Regions from separate parts of the Mus musculus genome. Here region 1 is linked to region 2. A link is a contact called in public promoter capture Hi-C data. All regions are on one chromosome and are shown on one strand. The core of a region is the stretch at or near the end of the contact, and the rest is flanking DNA. Distances in the headings are between cores, read along the strand shown. Region 1 overlaps Sox6 (SRY (sex determining region Y)-box 6). Region 2 holds the start of 1110004F10Rik (RIKEN cDNA 1110004F10 gene).

Region 1 (2,998 bases), core at 324-2,823, 470 kb after region 2:
TGTCAGTGGTTATCTTTCAGCAGAGGAGACAGGACTAATGTATGTTCCTTGTCACTAGGACTTGAGCACCAGGTCAGTGTGCTGCTTTGGTCCAGGTTTGGGGTCTGTAAGTTAGCAAACTCTCATACTTCATGAGTGGCTCCAGCAGGCTGGTCATCGTCATCCCTGGACCTCAGTGAGGTCTTCTCTCAGTGCTCTTGTGACTGGGCCTCTCTGCAGAGTGCTACAGGCATTCCTAGCCCCAGGCCTTTCCTGAGAAATATTGAAGCTGAACTCTAGTTCTAGACTGTGGCCTGGTATGCTTTCTCCCCCTGGAGAGGTATCTCCTCCTTCTGCAGGGAGGCTGATGACCACATAGCTCTTCCCATTCAGAGATATACATAGCTCTCATCAGGATTATTTGATGCCACCAACTTCTCTGATGCTCTGGCTTTAACCGTGGCTTGAATGATTTTTCTGTGAGTGTCTCTAGCCACAGCAGACTTAAATTAAGTAGTAAGTGAACTGACCCAGTGTTAAGCGACTAGATAGTTTCTGAAATGCTTTCTGACTTCCTTAATTCAGTCATAGATTCAAACTTAACTGCTTAGTCCATGAAATCAACTGCTTTCAGAGCAGTCAAAACAACCAGTAGGCTGGCTAAATATACCCTGTGTCCTCTGGTATGTATACACACACCCACAATTAACTATCTTTAGGCTTGCCTGCTACCTTAACACTAGTTAGCTAAACAAAAGATAACCAACTTTTATTGTCAGACAAAATGTATATCTCATTCTCTCAACTGTTGCATTTCCAAGCCATTTGCTCACTATGTAAAAACAAGGCACATGTTGAACAGTTTTCAAACACTTCCTCTAGTCACAGGGTTGGCGTATGTGTGCTGTGCTAAACTCTTAGAAACAGCCACAGAAGCCTGCAGTCTGCCCCCAGTTTATTGCCAGGCGCCTTCAGTGGTTGCTGGGTGGGAATTCAAGAGCAGGGAGCTGCGTTCCAGAAAGGAAGATGAGGTGGGATTGATGGCCTTCCATCTGCTCTCTAACACCTTCCTGCACACCTTGCCGTGGAGCAAGACTCCTCCATTGCTTTCCTGGAGTGTACTAAGAGGGTTCAAGATTGAAGATCCTGGGTAGAAGCTTACTCTTGGAAATTTGTTTATTCTTTCTGCTGATTCAGCTGCCAAGGAAATTACTGTAGCATCGACAGTGGACCATCAATGTGCAAGTGTATCCATCTAGGAAAATCACTGAATAACATACCTTGTCTATTTATATAAAACGACTATGCTCGAAAATTGCAATAAAGCACAAAAGCTTTGAACTTCCAGCAAAATAAGCACATTAAGATGTTTTGGGGCTAAAATGACCTGGAGGTTCATTTGTCATTCCATCCTATAATATATGTAAACACACTGGCAGGAAGGATGCCTTGGAGTTGATGTGGAGACAAGAGGGTGCTCTTGAGAAGCTGGCAAACTTAGCAAAAATGCCCCAGAAGCTTTGCTAGGAGAAGGGCAAAATGCAGAGGTAAACAAGTCCTCTGGCTTATGTGGTGGAGCATTCACAGTAGCCACATGCAAGGAAACACAAGGGACGTTGCTGTGTATAAAATTTGTGCCAATACTAAGCTCACCACTGGAGTAAAGGTTATCTTTTTATTTGCTTTTCCTTTTGAATGTTGGGGGAAGGGCAATTAGCTGAGGACAAGAGGGAAATTGTTGGGGACTGCTGTAAGATAAACTATTTTGTCTTTGTGTTGACATTATATTGGCTACAGCCTACACAGAGGGGATTGCCTGGAAAGGAAAAAAAAGTCAGGAAAGAGAGGCATTACTATTTTTTAGCGTGTGTGGGTGCACCCGCAGCAGAGGGGCCCGTGTTTTCTTATGGCTCAGATGGCAAAGCTAAGCATTCAGCCTACGGCAGGAAAAAAGTGCCTTTTTTGTTTTCTGACTGCAGAGTCCAGGCATTCCCAGGGGAACACAATGAATGGCCCATTTTGTCCAACACGGTTTCATAGACATAGATCTCTTGTTTTTTCATCATTATTCTTGCCCGTCATTGGGTGTGCACATGACATTTGAGCGTGTTTTAAAGTCTTAACACACTCATGTGCCTGCAATAAAGTTACTCATAACAACCCTGCTTTCTCCAGACAACAGAGCAGGGTCTGTTGTTTTCATAAGTCACGGCAGCTGGGAGGCAATTGCATAGACAACAGCTTAATCTAGCTGGAAAATGCAGGAAGAGGACAGCACACACGAAATTTCCTCCCATATTATTCCAAGGTGGAAGAATGAAAAAAAAATCAGCCATGGGTGGTCTAGCTGGGTAACTGATTGGCAGAACATACTTTAGATTTTTGTAGAGTGGTAAATGGAAGGCATTGCTTTTCCTGTGTTTGCTAATTGGCTAGCAAGCAGGATCAGACAGTGGTACTCAGGTCCGTCTCAGTGGTCATGTGCTACGCATGAGGTGTTAAGTTGTTGCAGTGAGTTTGTATGAAAAGACACTGAATGAGGCAGTTCTAACTCGATGGCGAGTCCTCTTTGAAAGGTTTGTTGAAGGCTCATTGGAGGCTCACAGCAATTCCCAGCTTCATCAGGCTGTGCTTTTGGTATGTAGTCAGTAGTAGGCTTGAACTCTCACAGTGAATAACTGAGGTTGGGGAAGAAGAGGGGAGCTGAAAAATCAAAACCTGACCTAGAACTGCTGTCCAGTGCAGCTTGCAGGCCATGCCCTCAGGATGCTGGAGCACTGTTAGTCACATGCATTTCTCCTTGAAGATAGGACAGAAGACCAGTGTGTAGAGTGGAGAGGGGAGCTTTTCCTTTCTCTCCCACTGGAACTGAGAAGAAGGGATTGCACAGAACCCTGGGAAGGAAATGACTCAGGAAGCAAGATTTGCCCTGCTGTGCTTAACCATATCAAACTCTGCCGGCTTTTTCCTTTCGAGGAAATATGCTGTGACAGAACTTGTAGGCTCTTTAGAGTTACCC
Region 2 (2,992 bases), core at 20-2,519:
TATTAACAATGGAAGATCTAAATTCCAGTCGCAGGGAAGACAAGGGACATGAATTAATCTCACAGACAACCAGTCATCCCTCCACTCTTTTTTAATTGATTACTAATCTTCCTCACAAGGCTAAAATTTATTCTATTATTACAATTCTGGTCCACACCCCATCTTCCAACCAAAGGAGTGTGGTTCTTAGTATTCTCTCATTAACTACAAAATAATTCAGGGAACCTTTTATGGCTCACAAAGGACTTATGAAAGATGTCAAACTGCACTAAAAGTTACAATTCTGAAGCTGACAGTGTATGAATAAGCGAGACCAGCTTTCATCTGTCTCAAAGATGACTTCCTCATGTCCCCTTCCCACCAACTTCCCCATCAATGTTTCCAAGGGATTTCATTATAGAAGAACCTAATTTTACAAGTTACCTGCAGTTTCTAAACACTATGCTAGAGCTAAGACAAATATAAGCATCCTCTTTATTAATCTTCAATTCCAGTATCTGGCATTGTAGTCAGTACTGAACAGGTTAATAAGGGACAGTTTATTATTTAAACTGATGAGCTGAAGGCATGAGAGGGCAGGAAAAAGGTATCTGACATCAAAATGCGCTTCTGGGTCTCACTCCCTCTGACCTCGCCATTATTCCATCCCCAAACTGTCTACCACAATCTTCGGCTTAATATTGGTCTCTGTTTATTAAGAATGGTGTAGTTAGGGCAGCAATTACCAGTACACTGCAAAAAAGGATTCGGGCTGGAAAATTTGTCCAAATGTGACTGAACATTTCGCGATTGCCAGAGGAGCGTTTTAGACCAATGTCAGGACTATGACATATCTATCCTGAAATGACTAAGAAATGAGCTTCACCGGTTTCCCAAAACGCAAAGACATCTCGATTAAGCTCTTTTTCCTTTTCGACCCTTCTCAGGATTTCCTTCCTCAACCCCCGTTCCTACGCAGGTCTCTGTATCTCAGCTCAGGGCCTCTTCAATCCTTCAGATTCTAGTAGGAAAAGGAAGACATCCCTCGTTGCGCCCCCTTCCTTCGGGCGCTTCTTCCTCCATCCACCCTTCCCGGCCTACCCCAGCCTTCACTAGGCCTCAACCCTCATCCATTGTTATTTACATCGTCGTCGGGGGAGGCTGAACGTTTCACCCCGTGCGGGTGAGACTCCCGGGCAGCACTCATCGTAGCTGGGATCCTGACGGGGATATGCCAAACACACTCGCAGTTCTCCTCAAACGCGACACCAGCAGCCCTCACCCAGCCGCCGGACCAAGCAGCGCCACTCCAGAACGCAGAGCCCCCTCCGGCCCTTCACCGCTACAGTCGTCACTGCTGCGGCCGCTCGTCACCCTGGAGCACACCGGGAGTTGTAGTTTTTTTGGACTCACTCTTTACTGGCCTGACTAAGCCGTCTTCAGTGACTTAAACTACATTTCCCAGGAGGCCGAGCGAAGCATCTCGCGCGGCGTGGCGGGAGAGCCCTCGGAGGCTACGCTTTCTTCGGCGTGTAGAGGGAGCTTTCCCGTGGATGGGTATGGTGGTGATCGTTGGCGGAGAGCTTCGTTGCCACAGACAGACCTAGAGTGGGTTTTCGCCTTTTTGTGTGTGTGAGGTTCTGCCCTGTTAGTAAACACATTCATCATAGTTAAACACATAGACTTAAGTGTAATGTTTGAGGCTTTTTGAATACAAGTTCTCGGCCCAAGACAAAAACCTAAAACATGGCTTCTTCCCCCAGCCTAATGTGTGGTCTCTACTGCTCACACGGGATATTCTAACGTCTTCATTCTCTTCCTTTCCTTCCTTCCTTTCTTTTCTTACTGAATAGAGTTCAGTGTGAAGCTGAAGGCTTGTTAATTGGCTGTTTTGTTTTTCGTTTTTTTTCTAAACAGCTCCACCCCTCAGGAATTGTGGACCGTTTTCCACTGGGCTTAGTGTATTCTAGATAAGAGTGACCCAACTCTCTGATCCCTTTTTAAGGTAGATATTATTTGAAACTTCATCGACTGAAGTCTGTCTGCCAAAAAAAAATCCTGTATCTTTATTATTTTTCTTGGGGTGGGGGTGGGGGGTAAGTTTCCTATATAATAAACCCCTTTAAAGTTACAATACAGTAGCAGTCTCAACCTGTTTCAACTGTCTCCTCAGTCTAGTTGCAAGAGACCACCCCCACCCCGCCCCCTTAGGATGGATACATTCGCTGCCCTTCCCATTTGCAATCTTGTTTCTAGTTCCCTTTTCCTCATTTCCCTGCTCCCTTTCCAGCCCCAACTAAGCTTCCTGCAAGATCTTGTAGTCCAGTGTTCAGATACTGAAGATAAACTTCTGTATGTTATAGCTGAATTTGCATCCACAGGTGAACCTGACATACTGTCAGGATGACTTTCTTGCCCTTACTCATTCTGAAGACTTCCAGCCTTGATTTTTAAAAAGATTTTTTTTTCAAGTATAAACAAATAGTATGACAACAGTACATGGCTAGTCTTAAGTCCCCATACCGAGTGGTCTATGAGACACCTGTCAGTGTCTGTGCTCAGCAGTTACTCTAGTTGAACTACATTTCAGATGACGATGAACCACTGATAGAACTGTGCCCAAAGTGAAACCTGACTATGCCTGTGAACCTAGTGTCTGGGAGGTGGTGAAGGAAGATAAGAAATTCAAGATCATCCTCTTCTAAGTAATGTGTGGTTTGTCAGCCGAGTCTATAGTAAGACCTCCTCTCAAAATAAAAATAAAAAATAAAAATAAAATAAAAACAGTACCCCACCCCCCGCCCCTATCCCAAACATCAGGACTTAGAGCTATGCACACAGGGAAGACAGTTTCTTAATTTATGCAGTCATAGATCCAATTCCTTTATTTTTGAAGCAGAGACTAGCTTTTAAATAAATTATATAAAAATACGGTTAGAGCTATATTTAATAAGCCTAACCAAAACAAACTAATCTCTTATTTCTGTGTTAAACCACAATAAAGGAAAAAAAA

What was found. Promoter capture Hi-C pulls out the DNA fragments that hold promoters and counts their contacts.
Region 1: a promoter capture Hi-C map of cranial neural crest shows a contact between it and region 2. The contact joins the enhancer-like site here to the promoter of 1110004F10Rik in region 2. A contact is called at or near these places in 3 of 39 promoter capture datasets (cranial neural crest and liver) and 1 of 115 datasets of contacts at active chromatin or transcription factors (large pre-B cells).

The regions. Positions count from the first base shown.
Region 1 is chr7:115,624,091-115,627,088 of GRCm38.p6, reverse strand. All of the region lies in intron 7 of Sox6 (SRY (sex determining region Y)-box 6), which reads left to right. Among named protein-coding and RNA genes, the nearest start is that of Gm51455, 130 kb to the right of the region's middle. Within about 2 kb of position 1,573, at least 53 of the 459 cell types and tissues checked have an H3K27ac peak or open chromatin away from gene starts, as enhancers often do. A contact at or near this core is called in liver, where this site is marked.
Region 2 is chr7:116,091,657-116,094,648 of GRCm38.p6, reverse strand. 1110004F10Rik (RIKEN cDNA 1110004F10 gene) reads right to left here and starts at 1,269. Exons shown (of 5, transcript NM_019772.2): 1 at 1,124-1,269. The coding sequence starts at 1,186. 1700003G18Rik (RIKEN cDNA 1700003G18 gene) reads left to right here and starts at 1,500. Exons shown (of 4, transcript NR_029433.1): 1 at 1,500-1,587.